Regions from separate parts of the Sus scrofa genome. Here regions 2, 3 and 4 are each linked to region 1. Evidence: chromatin contacts called from public HiChIP or PLAC-seq and promoter capture Hi-C data. All regions are on one chromosome and are shown on one strand. Each heading gives the region's core, a stretch centred on a gene start, on an enhancer-like site or on the middle of the called end of the contact. The rest is flanking DNA. Distances are from core to core; before and after follow the strand shown.

Region 1 (2,700 bases), core at 102-2,601:
ATCCTGGCTGCAGAGGCAGAATGGCCTGACATTTCCCCTAAGAAATGTAAAGAACTGAAGGTCCCGATAACTCCCCTCTGCTCACTTTTCCCTCCTCCCTTAACAGCTCTCAGAAACTGAACTTAAACTGGACTTGCTTCCCAGTCTAAATTAGCGGCCGCACGCCCGCGCGCGCGCGCACACACACACACCCCATCCTTTCCTCCAGAGCAGTTGCTACAAGTGTAATTACAGATTGGCACGTGTTTATTTGCAAGGTCCCTGAGGGCTGGGATCAGGAATGTGGGTCTAGCTGAGCTCTGGCCAGGTGCATGCCCGGCACCGGGCAGCGGAGCCCTCGCTCCCGTCTGAACCCTTGCATCGCTGTCCAAAGTATCTACTGGGTCGTTCTGAGGATCCCCAGCGACACTCCGCGCAGTCATTTTGGTGAACCGCCTGGAACCAGGCCCTCCGCAATCAAGTGCTTACTATGTGTCCCTTGCGAATGACGGAAGGTATCACTACGAAGAATTTCTTCTTAGGCCTTAAAAAAGGTGGGAAAAATAAGATCGAGCTTTAGCAGAAGCCCGCAAACCTGCCTAACGATTCGGCTTTCGAGCGTGCGGAAACACCCGGCGAGGGAATGCAACACACGCAGCCAGCACTGCAGAGTCACCAAACCGAGAGCCACGACCCTCAAGGCCAGTGACAACCAGCGCGCATTCAAGTCAGCTTTGCAACCCCACTTCCCTGTCCGCCAGGCTGCCGCGCCTTTCTCTGCCTCCCCACCAGCTGGGCCCACTAAGCCACCCCCTCATCTGTCAAAAAAGGCGCTCGGAGCGGGCTTGGGAGGGCGGGCGCTGCAGGGCGGGGACAAAGAGGCCGGGGAGGGTCCCCCACCCACACATCCTCCCCAGTCAACATCAGTTTACACCGACGCGGCGCGTCCAAAATGGAGGGAAACGTCGGCAATTTAAAACCGCAGCTCCATTTCCGCAGCTGGCCCGGCCGGGCGCAGCACTAGCCTCGCCAGCAGCGGCCGGGACGGACCCGGAGAAGGGGAGGGCGAGGCCGCGGGGCCAGGCCGGGTGTCCAGGTACCCCGGCCCACCAGCCGCGCCCGCCCCGTTGGCCTCCGCCCGGCCCCTGGGAGACCGCCCCGCGGGAAGCGGGATTGGGTTCCCGGCGCTCACCTGCTCCAGGCTCCGGCGAGAACACGAACGGCTCCGGGAGAATTGCGGAGCAGCAACCTGGCGGCGGTTCCGCGCGCGCGACACTGCCCTCTCTCGCGCTCTCGCGCCCCGCGGTCCCGCGGCCCGGGCGCGCGCCTTCCCGGCCCGGCCCTCTCTTCGCCCCGCCCCTCCATCCGGGCCTCCCCAAGCTCCTATTGGCCCCTTGGCCTTTTGAATCGCGCCCAGTGCTACCGATTGGTCGTATGGTGTGGCGCGTCTGCCCCGCCCCGCCCCGCCCCGCCCCTCGGCAAGGCCAGTGATGCGGGGAGCTCGGCCAGGAGGGTCCGCTTCTGATGCGGCCCAAAGACTGTATTTTCCGGGCCTTATCTCCATCGCCCAGACAATTTTGCAGCCCGCGGACCGCTGGCGCTCCCCGCCCTTTTCCTCCCCGCACTTGCCCCAGTTGCCTGGCGATGCTCAGCAGGGATATTGGTGTGCGAGGTGGCTTGGCGAAAGAGATAATAAAAAGCTATAAAGAAAATAAATTTGCATAGTGATTACTAAAATCAACTGACTGAGACCGAAAGTACATCTTGCTAAAACACTATTAGTATTCAAAAAAAAAGCACTCCAGAAACTTCCTGGCAAGTAGTGTCTCGGAAGGCGATCTGGGGCTCCTTTGTCTTGATGATGGCTGCCTCTGGGCAGACACTGATCTGGACGGTGCATGGGGGCCGTGGGGTCAGTGGGTGGAAGAGGGGTTGGTAAAGAATGTCCAGGTGTTCCCTACAACTCACAGCGTTCCTAGGAAGACTGCCTTGAGAAGGAGTTTCGACAGTAAGGGGAGGTCCTGCAGAGATACGGTAGAAAATATTCAACGTGCAGCCTGGAACAGAAAATTCTGTGCCTCACGCACTGAGATACCCTCTTGACCTACATCCCACAAGCCTGGTTCTACGCGGCCTCCAAGATGCTGAATCATTATATTGTTACCTCCGAATCTGTTATGGATCCTAAACTTTGTTTTTTTCTCTCTCCAACTTATCATTATTGGTTAGTTGGTTTCCTTCCTTTGAGGTCAGGAGTTTAAAGCAGTCCATTGAGGTTCCCCATTTTGCAGTGTGGTTTTAATCAAAGTAATTCTTAGCCCAACTACTAGGTTAATCTAACTTACTAGGTAAATTTAAGTGAATTTTTGAAGAACTATCCTTTAAATTATAATGATAAATAGGCTTTACCATTTATGGCCCAGCTTCATGCGTAAGGGCTCTCATTTCTCATGGTTATAACGTCAAAACACCCAGGTTTACTACTACAGAAAGAAAGAAAAAAAAGATAATACATTGAGATTTCTCCATCATTCACATCCAACGTGAATGAGTTCATCAGAGTCTTTCCTGAGAACAATTTCTGACATTGAACTGTCACTGTCATAAAATTTGCCATGGAAATCTGAGCTACAGACATGTACACTGCACTTCAAAGTCAGAAAATCTTTGCAATTTTTGGCAAAGCCCTAAACTTGAGTGAGTGGCCTTAACCCTTAAGGT
Region 2 (2,700 bases), core at 6-2,505, 520 kb after region 1:
ATATTCTGAGTCCAATGAACTAACAACATGGATAACTTGAAACGGTAAGTCTGTTTCCTACGCTACTGAGAATGGAAAAATATAATCATCCCCAAACCACGTTTTCCTTATTTCTGCCGGTTTTCTACCGCATGTAAACTATGCAGAAGCCGCTGACAATGTTTGATTTGGCAATTCTACCTAACATTTCATCGTTAAAAGGCCCAACAGGCTAGTAGGACACTCGGCCAGAACCGGAGTCAGGCCCTGGTGCAGTTAGCTGTGTATTCCATACATTGTTTTAGAGGCTTACAAAATACAGCCATCTTGCATCAGGCATCCCGGCCCAGGAAGGAGGCGAGCCCCGTCCCCTCCGAGATGCTACCTGCGAAGAGTCGGGCGTCCTAGGTGGCAGAGCCCGTGCGCGCAGCCCGCAGCCCGCACCGCGGGGCCCGCCTCCGTCCCCGGGCCAGTGTCTTGAGTGAATAAAGTTGTCTGAGGGCGAGCCAGCGGCACCTGGCCCGAAGCGAGGGCACGAAGACGGCCGGCCCACAGCCCTGCCAGCCGCTAGAGCCGCCCCCTCCGAAAGTGGGCGCAAGACGGGAGGCTTCTATTTGCAAGCTTCCTTTTGGGTAGTGTTTTCAACTGGGCCGCGGCGACCCGGCCCGCCGTGGCCTCCTCCCCGCCCCCACGCCGCCCGGGGTGCCTCGGGGACGCGCGCCGGGGCCCGCGCCGGAGCGGGGCGCCCCCTCCTTCGCCCTCCCCGCTGCGGCCCGAGACGCCCGCAGGTCGGGCGTTCACCCGCCGAGCCTCGGCCGGCCCGCCCCACCCCCTCACTTCCCCTCGGCGCCCCAAACCCGGGCTTCCAGAGTTCGATGACGTGTGCGCACGGAGCGGGGTGGGAGTGCGGAGCAGGGGAGCGGGAGTCAAAACTGGGGCGGGCGGGCAGCCGTCTCGGCGGGAGCGACGGCCCTTCGGCGTGTCTTTTGTGTTTGTACACACACGGCGCGAGGCTGCCGGGAGGAGGGAGCGGGCGGCGCGCGGGGGAGGGGCGAGCGCGCGCCAGCGAACGGGAGCGCGGGGGGAGGGGCGGGGGCGGGGCGCGAGCAAGGGGCGGGGGGCGGGGCCGAGCCTTCCCTCCATTGTGTGTGATTGGTTGGCGCGCGGCGCGGGGGCGGGGCGGCGTGTGTTGGGGGATAGCCTCGGTGTCAGCCATCTTTCAATTGTGTTCGCAGCCGCCGCCGCGCCGCCGTCGCTCGCCAACGCCAGCGCCGCCTCTAGCTCGCCGAGCTCCAGCCGAAGGAGAAGGGGGGTAAGTTTCCCCGTTTGCCCGCTTCCCCGGAACCGAGCCCCGCTTGCCGTCAGCCCCGGGCCGGGCCCCGGCGGTGCGGAAGGGGGGCCCCACGGTCCCTCCTGCTTGGCCCACAAACTTTTTGGCCCAGAAATGGAGAGGAGCGAGTTTCCCTCTCCCCTCAGGCGGCGGCGGCTCCGGCGGCTCCCCCGTCTCTCGCCGCCTCAGCCCAACAGCAGCAACCGCCGCGTCGCCGAGCCTGCTCTCCCTCCTCCCCGCGCCCCTGGCTCCTCTTTCTTCGGTGAAATCCCGCCCGGCGCCCCTTCCCGGGACCCCAGACCTTCACCATGACCCGCGCGGGCCTCTTAACTACAGCCCCCGGGCCCCGGCCCCCAGTTTTCGGGCGGGAAAAGGGTGGAAATTGCCGCTGCTTCCCACCCTGGGGTAACTCGCTTTTTGCTGCCTCCCCACAGTTGTTGCTAAGCTTCACCATCTTGTCTCTCTTCTCTGGTCACCGACCATATTTTTTCCCCCGTTTCTCTCTTCCCCATTTCAAAAAAGGAGGACAATTTTTAAAAGAGAAACATGTTTTTCTCCTTTTTTAGAGAAGCGGAAACTTGATGCATTTGAAATGCAAAAAAAAAAAACTTTTGCATTTTGGAGGGCGGCACGTGGCAGGGGATCGGGGTATTTTCAAGCGTTTTGGTGTTTTGTCTCTTTGGTAGGGAATCGGATACGTTTTGCGATTGTTTCCATTTTGTTCGGGTCTGGGAGCTCAGTTTGGCTGCGCGAGACGCTGGGAGCGAGACGGGCAGGCTGGGGGACCCTGTGCCGAGGGGCCGGTGGAGGCGAAACCAAAAGTTTATGTCGTGCTTGGGGTGGACCGGTCGGTCGCTCTCGTGCGTTAATTAAAGCCTGGGTGCGGGGCACTTGTTTTTATTTCATTGCGAAGCCTCGGAGGACTGGACGGCGAGGACGGGGCTTTGTAGAATGCTCGCTTGGTGGTAGCTGTTGTTCCCCTCTTGTTTTTGGAGACGCCTTTTTGTCAACAGAACTGTAGAGATGCAAAATCAGGAATGTTTTCTGATATTTACAGCAGTCTATCAACTGCCAGACGTAAAGGGGGGGGCAGCGCGGGGGGGGCTAAAACCTTTTTTGCTGTAATTTGACGCGACCTTTCTGTGGTTTGTGGCTTCATTATTTTGACTTATTCGTTGATCGGATGTTTACAGACATTTCTAATTTCTACTTTAATTAAAGAAATTGAAGCGAAGGCAGATAGGGGTCTTTTTGTTTTGCCATTTATCGCTCAGATTTAGCATTTTGAGAGGTGACTGGTGTTAATGCTAACAATTTTCTAGTACTACAGTTTGTTTCAAGAAGTCATATTTGGGTGGTAGGCGTAATCTGCACCCTTTCAAATTATGTAA
Region 3 (2,700 bases), core at 46-2,545, 660 kb before region 1:
GGCCTCCTGTGTACCCACGTATACACACACACACACACACACACACACACACGGGCCTTTAAATGACATCAACATGGTATCTTTCTTCATTATTCCCATTAGATTTATTCAGCAGTCTCCTTCCAAATTATCCCAGCCCCTCAGTTCCCATAAACACTTGTAAGTGATTGTCTTTCCTGATTGGTAGTTGGCCTGGGTAGTCTGTCACGGTTAGGGGTGGGGAGGTGTCCCACAAAGATGCCTCTGAGATATACTTGAAAAACAAATCCTCCAAGGTTCATTATTTCCACCAGCTCTAATCCACCCCTCCCCCAACACATACAGAGACACACTCCCGCATCTGTCTTTATTGACAGACAATTAAGCGCTGAAGGTGTGCAGGGAGGGGTGAATCTTTGGGTTTCTACGCCCCCCAACCCCCAACTGCCTGTCTCCTCTCGCAATTTGTCAGGCTGATTGATTTTCTCTTATTTCCCTTCAGGTCGGCTCCTCCTCCCCGGTCAGCCCGTCTGAGCTGCGTCCTCCTGTGTCCTGGGCCCTGCGTGCCCAGCAGTAATTCTCCCGTTGCCTGAGCTCTTTCCAGCACCCCCTCCCCGCCAGCTTCCGTCCCTCGGTCCGTCCACACCGGCGGCCTGTAAGGGATACTTACTTGAGCCCTAAGCCATTCAAGTGCTGTCCTATTAGCCTAATGACATCCTCATCTGACTGGGAGAGCCGCTTCTTCTTCTTGAGGCTGCTGCCCAGTTCTGGGGTGGCCAGCGAAGAGGAGGCGGCGGTGGTGGCAGCGGCAGCTGCGACGGTGGCGGAGGCTGCGGCGGCGGCCCCGCCGGGGACCCCGTTATTGACATTCAGGCTGTTGCTATTGTTGCTGGCGGCGGAGGGGGCGGAAGGCAGGAGCCCATTGGCGTGGGCCAGGTCCCCCGCGGACGACGACGACGAGGGGGACGATTCCCCGTTCTGGGCCGACAGGCAGGCGAGTTCCTGGGTCTGTCCCTGGCCCCCGCCGCCCCCTCCTCCGACGCCGCCGCCGCCGCCTCCTCCTCCTCCTCCTGCCCCGTTGGCCTGCATGATGCTGCCGCTGACCAGGCTGTGGCCGCTACTCCGGTGGGCGACGGCAGCGGCGGCGGAAGGGGCAGCAGCCGGGGGGAGGCCCACCACTACCACCACGGAGGAGGAGGAGGAGGAGGACGACGACGACGAGGACGAGGACGACGAGGACGGAGGGGAGAGGCCTGCTCTGCCTGCCGAGGCCCCGGGCTCTCCTGCTCCCTCCGCCGCCGAGGCTCGGGGTTTCTTCCGCGGGGGCGGGGAGGCTCCGCCGGTGTCCGAGTCGGAGGAGGAGGAAGCGGAGGCCAGAGTTTCCTCGCCGAGAGAGGCCGTGGTGGGAAGCCGGTGGGGCGAGGAGGGGGAGGGGAGGCGGGGGCCGGGGAGAGGGTCGGGGTGAGGGGGGCCGGGAGGCGGGGAGGGGGTCAGGGTAAGGGGTGAGAGGAGGGGGAGGAGGAGGGGGAGAAGGAGGATCCGGGCCCTTTCCCCCCCCCTCCCGGAGGCAGCTCGGGGTGCGCGGCCCGGGGGTCGGGCCGGGGGGCGCCGCGGGGCGGCTGCGGGGGCGCGGGGCCCGCCGCTGGGCTGAGCCCCGGCGGTGGCGGCGGCGGCGGCGGGCGGCAGCGGAGGCAGCTGCCGCCTCTGTCCTCGGGTCCGCTCCGCTCTGCTCCCTGGTGTGTTGATTCTTCCCCCAGCTGCTGCCTAATGGAGTCCAGGCGCTCGCGTCACAGGAAATGCCTATACTGCCCTCCTCACTCACTTCCGGTGGCAGGTATGGAACCTATAGGGGGCCTGTCACCCGGCACGTGCGCCGGGGGCCGGCGGGGCGGGAGGGGAGGGAGGCCGGCGGGCCGGCGGGGGCCGACCCCGACCCGGACCCCGACCCGCCCTGCCCCGGGGCCCGGGCCTGGCCTGGCCTGCCGGCCTTGCCCCCGGCGCCCTGGCGGGGCTGCCCGGGCCGGGAGTAAGTTGGTAACCGCCGTCCGAGGCCGGGCGTGCACAGCAGGGCCGCGTGTGCGAGAGTGTGCGTGTGTGCCCTGGAGTGACCTAGAAACGTCAGGTGTGCGGAGGGACTGCAGATTCTCCATCCCCGGCCGAAGACCGGGGGCGAGCAGGTGGTGCGGTTTTGTCACGAGAACTTCCAGGCACAGGGCTGCGGCAGCCCCTGTCGACTCACTTAATGGTAACCAGGACTGGCCAGCTCTTCATTTCGGTGTGGAAAACTGGAATTTCCACGGCCCAAATGCTTGCGCCCGGGCCGTCTCGGGAGGTTTGAGATGACGAGCCTACGAGACTCTGTGCTCCACCCCGGGAAGGTGGAAAAATGGATAAAAGCTGTGTGTGATGGAGACCAGGAGTCACAAAACGGCTGTGGGTGTAGAGAGGCGGGGAGGGACTGTGCCGAGGGCCTTGCACTCGTTTTTAGCTCGTGCCCAGCACCTCCTTCTCCTTTCCAGTTGCCTCTTGAGTCACTGCCCGGTTTAGGCAGCAATAATAGAGACCAAGCAGTTGCGTCCAAAGCAGGCATCTTAAGGGGGCTTGAGATGCAGGCTCGAAATGTTTAGGTGAAATAGGAGGCTTCAGTGTCCCTGTCACTTACCCATTTCTCTGGATGTAGAAATGCAGCGGCAAAGAGCTGGGCTGAATCTTGATTATTGG
Region 4 (2,700 bases), core at 186-2,685, 860 kb before region 1:
ATCTATCACTTGGTGATGGGATAAATAAGTCTGGCAGCTTGAGATGTAAAAATACTGTTAGCAATAAAAAGGAATAAATTATTGACACAAGCATCAACAGGCACAGATCTCAAAAACATAACATTGAGGAAAGGAAATCTTCCTCAAAAGAATATATCATGGCGTTCCCGTCGTGGTGCAGTGGTTAACGAGTCTGACTAGGAACCATGAGGTTGCAGGTTTGATCCCTGGCCTTGCTCAGTGGGTTAAGGATCCAGCGTTGCTGTGAGCTGTGGTGTAAGTTGAAAATGCAGCTTGGATCTGGCATTGCTGTGGCTGTGGTGAAGGCCGGTGGCTACAGCTCGGATTAGACCCCTAGCCTGGGAACCTCCATATGTTGTGGGAGCGGCCCTAGAAAAGGCAAAAGGACAAAAAAAAAAAAAAAAAAAAAAAAAAAAAAACCGAAACCCAAAACAAAACAAAAAAACTTGACAATTTGAATCACAATCTAAATAAGATCAATAGGTGTTCCCTCGTGGCTCAGCGGTCCAGGATGGTCACTGCTGTGACTCTGGTTACAGCTGTGGTGCGGGTTCCAACCCTGGCCGGGTAACTTCCACTGACAGAGGCAAAAAAACAAAAACAAGAACGAAAAACCAATACATTGCAATTTCCTCTTTTCCTTGTTTCTTTTGCATTTTACTTATTAAAGTACCCAGTACGTTGTCCCATATTTAAGGTCTTGCGATTCCATAGCTGTGGTGTAGCATAACATTCTCCTCTGTTCCATTTTCTACTCATTACAGTTGTATCTCGGGGCTTGCGGGTTCGTGCCGTTCGCTTACTCTGCGGCACACTCTGTTGGTTATCGTCCTTTTTGTCATCTTAGTCAAAGTTTCTTTTTTAATGGAGAAGTGGTAACTTATTTTGAAACAAAACGTCCCCTCCTTCAGGAAGAGGTGGTGGTTCGGACCGCTTCTGTGACAGATGTAAGGTTGAGCAATCACCTTGTAAGAGCAATAGAATAATTCAGGCGAAACAAATTCCTCCTCATTTTTCACTCTCAACAGCAGTGATTTCCTTTCTCTTTATTAGCTTTTAATAGCCACACACTCCGCATTTTTCCCCGTGAGGTATTATTTCCAGTAGGCGGCCAAAAATAAACAAAACTTGGGCTAGATGCCATTCATTAATGACCAAGGATCCTCGTGATGGAGCTCCGGCCTTCCCCGGAGGCGTTAAAGCGCAATCTGTAACTTAAGACCTTTTTCACCTTTTCCCCGGGCTCGGGCACCGGCACCTGGCAGGATAGGCCGCAGGGAACCGGGACTCGCAGGAACACTCTGCGTGGGCTTCGCCCGCCCCGCCGCGCTCCCCCTGGGGGCGTGGGGCGGGGGCGGGGCCTCTGGACTCCGCCCCGGCCTCCTTCTCCTCCGTGGCTCCGCCCTCCGCCGGCTGACACGAGTCGGGAGCTGCCGCCGCTGCCGTCGCCGCTTTCGCCTTCACCTCGGAGATCGAGAGCGGGGAGCAGGCTCGCGAGCCGCCGCCGCCTCCGTCGCCGCCATGGGGAACCGAGTTGCGCGGGAAGACTTCGAGTGGGTCTACACTGACCAGCCCCACGCCAGTCGGCGCCAGGAGATCCTGGGTGAGGTCTGGGCCTGCGCCCCGTTATGTGCGCGCGCGCGGCCTCCCGCCTCCAGGACGCGCCCTCCGTGAGCAGCCCCTGAACGCCCGAGGCCCGTTAAGAGCCGGCTCCTGCCGCGTCCAGCCGCCGCCCGGGCAGGTTGGCCGCGCCGCGGCGCGGGAAAGGCCAGGGTAGGCTCAGGCCCGAGCTCCCGGGCTCGGGCTCGGGCTCGGGCTCGGGCCCGGGGCGGGAGGGAAGGAGCCCCGCGCGTCCCCGGCCCTTCGGCGGAGAGCTCAGGCGCGCCCTCGAGCGCGGGCGTCCGGTCCCGACCTGGGTTTGCTTAGAGCCGGGTCCCCCGAGCGCCTTGATTCCTATGCCGCTGGTGGGTGCCGTTTCCTCTCCCTCCTCACCCTCCTCCACCTCTGCCGACCCGGCCTGGCCGAAGCCAGCCAGCGAGCTTGCGCCAGGCAGGGCGTGGCCCGCCAGCATCTTGGGGCCCACGCGCTGGGCGCGCTGACGTTGGCAAGACGCGGACAGGCGATCCTGGCAAGAGCTGCTTGCGGTCTTGGGCCCGGGGAGGGGTCGGGTGGTACCCGACTGGTGTGACCCCGCGGTGAGCGTTCCAGGATCTGGGTCCTGCTATGATCAGGCCGCTCTCATCCTCACAGCAAGAAGGGGTGCAAAAAGGGCAGTTTCATATATATTTTTTCATCCATCCCAGTTCTGTAGATGAAAGTCTGAAGTATGGAAGACTTGCCAAGATTAGCCTTCTCGACCCCTAACTGCTAACTTAGGGCCTTTACATCAGGTTAACTAGGCCTCTAGAGGTGTAAGGCGCTCAGCTATTTGCAGCTTCTGTACTGCACAGAGAATTCTCTCCTTTCTCCCAGGGTACTTTTAATGATATGGTAGGCATTGTGTTGAGTGCTTTACAAACATTACCCAATTTAATCCTCCCAATGAGGAGGATTCTCCCTATTTCAAAGATGAGGTAAGGGCGAATAAGTAAATGTTAGAGGGAATTCTGATGTGGGTTAGATTGCGTCCAAAGCAGATGCTTTTAACCTCTTGGCTGTTGTTTCAAAAATCAGGAGAGT

The links. Promoter capture Hi-C pulls out the DNA fragments that hold promoters and counts their contacts. HiChIP or PLAC-seq counts read pairs in DNA pulled down with a chosen protein or histone mark.
Region 2: an H3K27ac HiChIP or PLAC-seq map of skeletal muscle shows a contact between it and region 1, with 3 times the contacts expected there. The contact joins the promoter of H3F3A here to the promoter of LBR in region 1. A contact is called at or near these places in 2 of 2 datasets of contacts at active chromatin or transcription factors (alveolar macrophages and skeletal muscle).
Region 3: a promoter capture Hi-C map of fetal liver shows a contact between it and region 1, with 5 times the contacts expected there. The contact joins the promoter of CNIH3 here to the promoter of LBR in region 1. A contact is called at or near these places in 1 of 5 promoter capture datasets (fetal liver) and 1 of 2 datasets of contacts at active chromatin or transcription factors (alveolar macrophages).
Region 4: a contact with region 1 is called in a promoter capture Hi-C map of fetal liver, with 4 times the contacts expected there. The contact joins the promoter of DEGS1 here to the promoter of LBR in region 1. A contact is called at or near these places in 1 of 5 promoter capture datasets (fetal liver), 1 of 47 Hi-C or Micro-C datasets (liver) and 1 of 2 datasets of contacts at active chromatin or transcription factors (alveolar macrophages).

Annotation. Positions count from the first base shown.
Region 1 is chr10:13,415,480-13,418,179 of Sscrofa11.1, forward strand. It overlaps LBR (lamin-B receptor), which reads right to left and starts at 1,352. Exons shown (of 14, transcript XM_021064388.1): 1 at 1,172-1,352.
Region 2 is chr10:13,938,683-13,941,382 of Sscrofa11.1, forward strand. It overlaps H3F3A (H3 histone, family 3A), which reads left to right and starts at 1,256. Exons shown (of 4, transcript NM_213930.1): 1 at 1,256-1,291.
Region 3 is chr10:12,754,971-12,757,670 of Sscrofa11.1, forward strand. CNIH3 (protein cornichon homolog 3) reads left to right here and starts at 1,296. Exons shown (of 10, transcript XM_021064387.1): 1 at 1,296-1,381; 2 at 1,737-1,813. The coding sequence starts at 1,776. WDR26 (WD repeat-containing protein 26) reads right to left here and starts at 1,743. Exons shown (of 14, transcript XM_005667934.3): 1 at 650-1,743. The coding sequence starts at 1,068.
Region 4 is chr10:12,556,330-12,559,029 of Sscrofa11.1, forward strand. DEGS1 (delta 4-desaturase, sphingolipid 1) reads left to right here and starts at 1,436. Exons shown (of 3, transcript NM_001244121.1): 1 at 1,436-1,624. The coding sequence starts at 1,543. It overlaps LOC110255640 (a long non-coding RNA gene), which reads right to left and starts at 1,336. Exons shown (of 3, transcript XR_002336219.1): 1 at 1,253-1,336.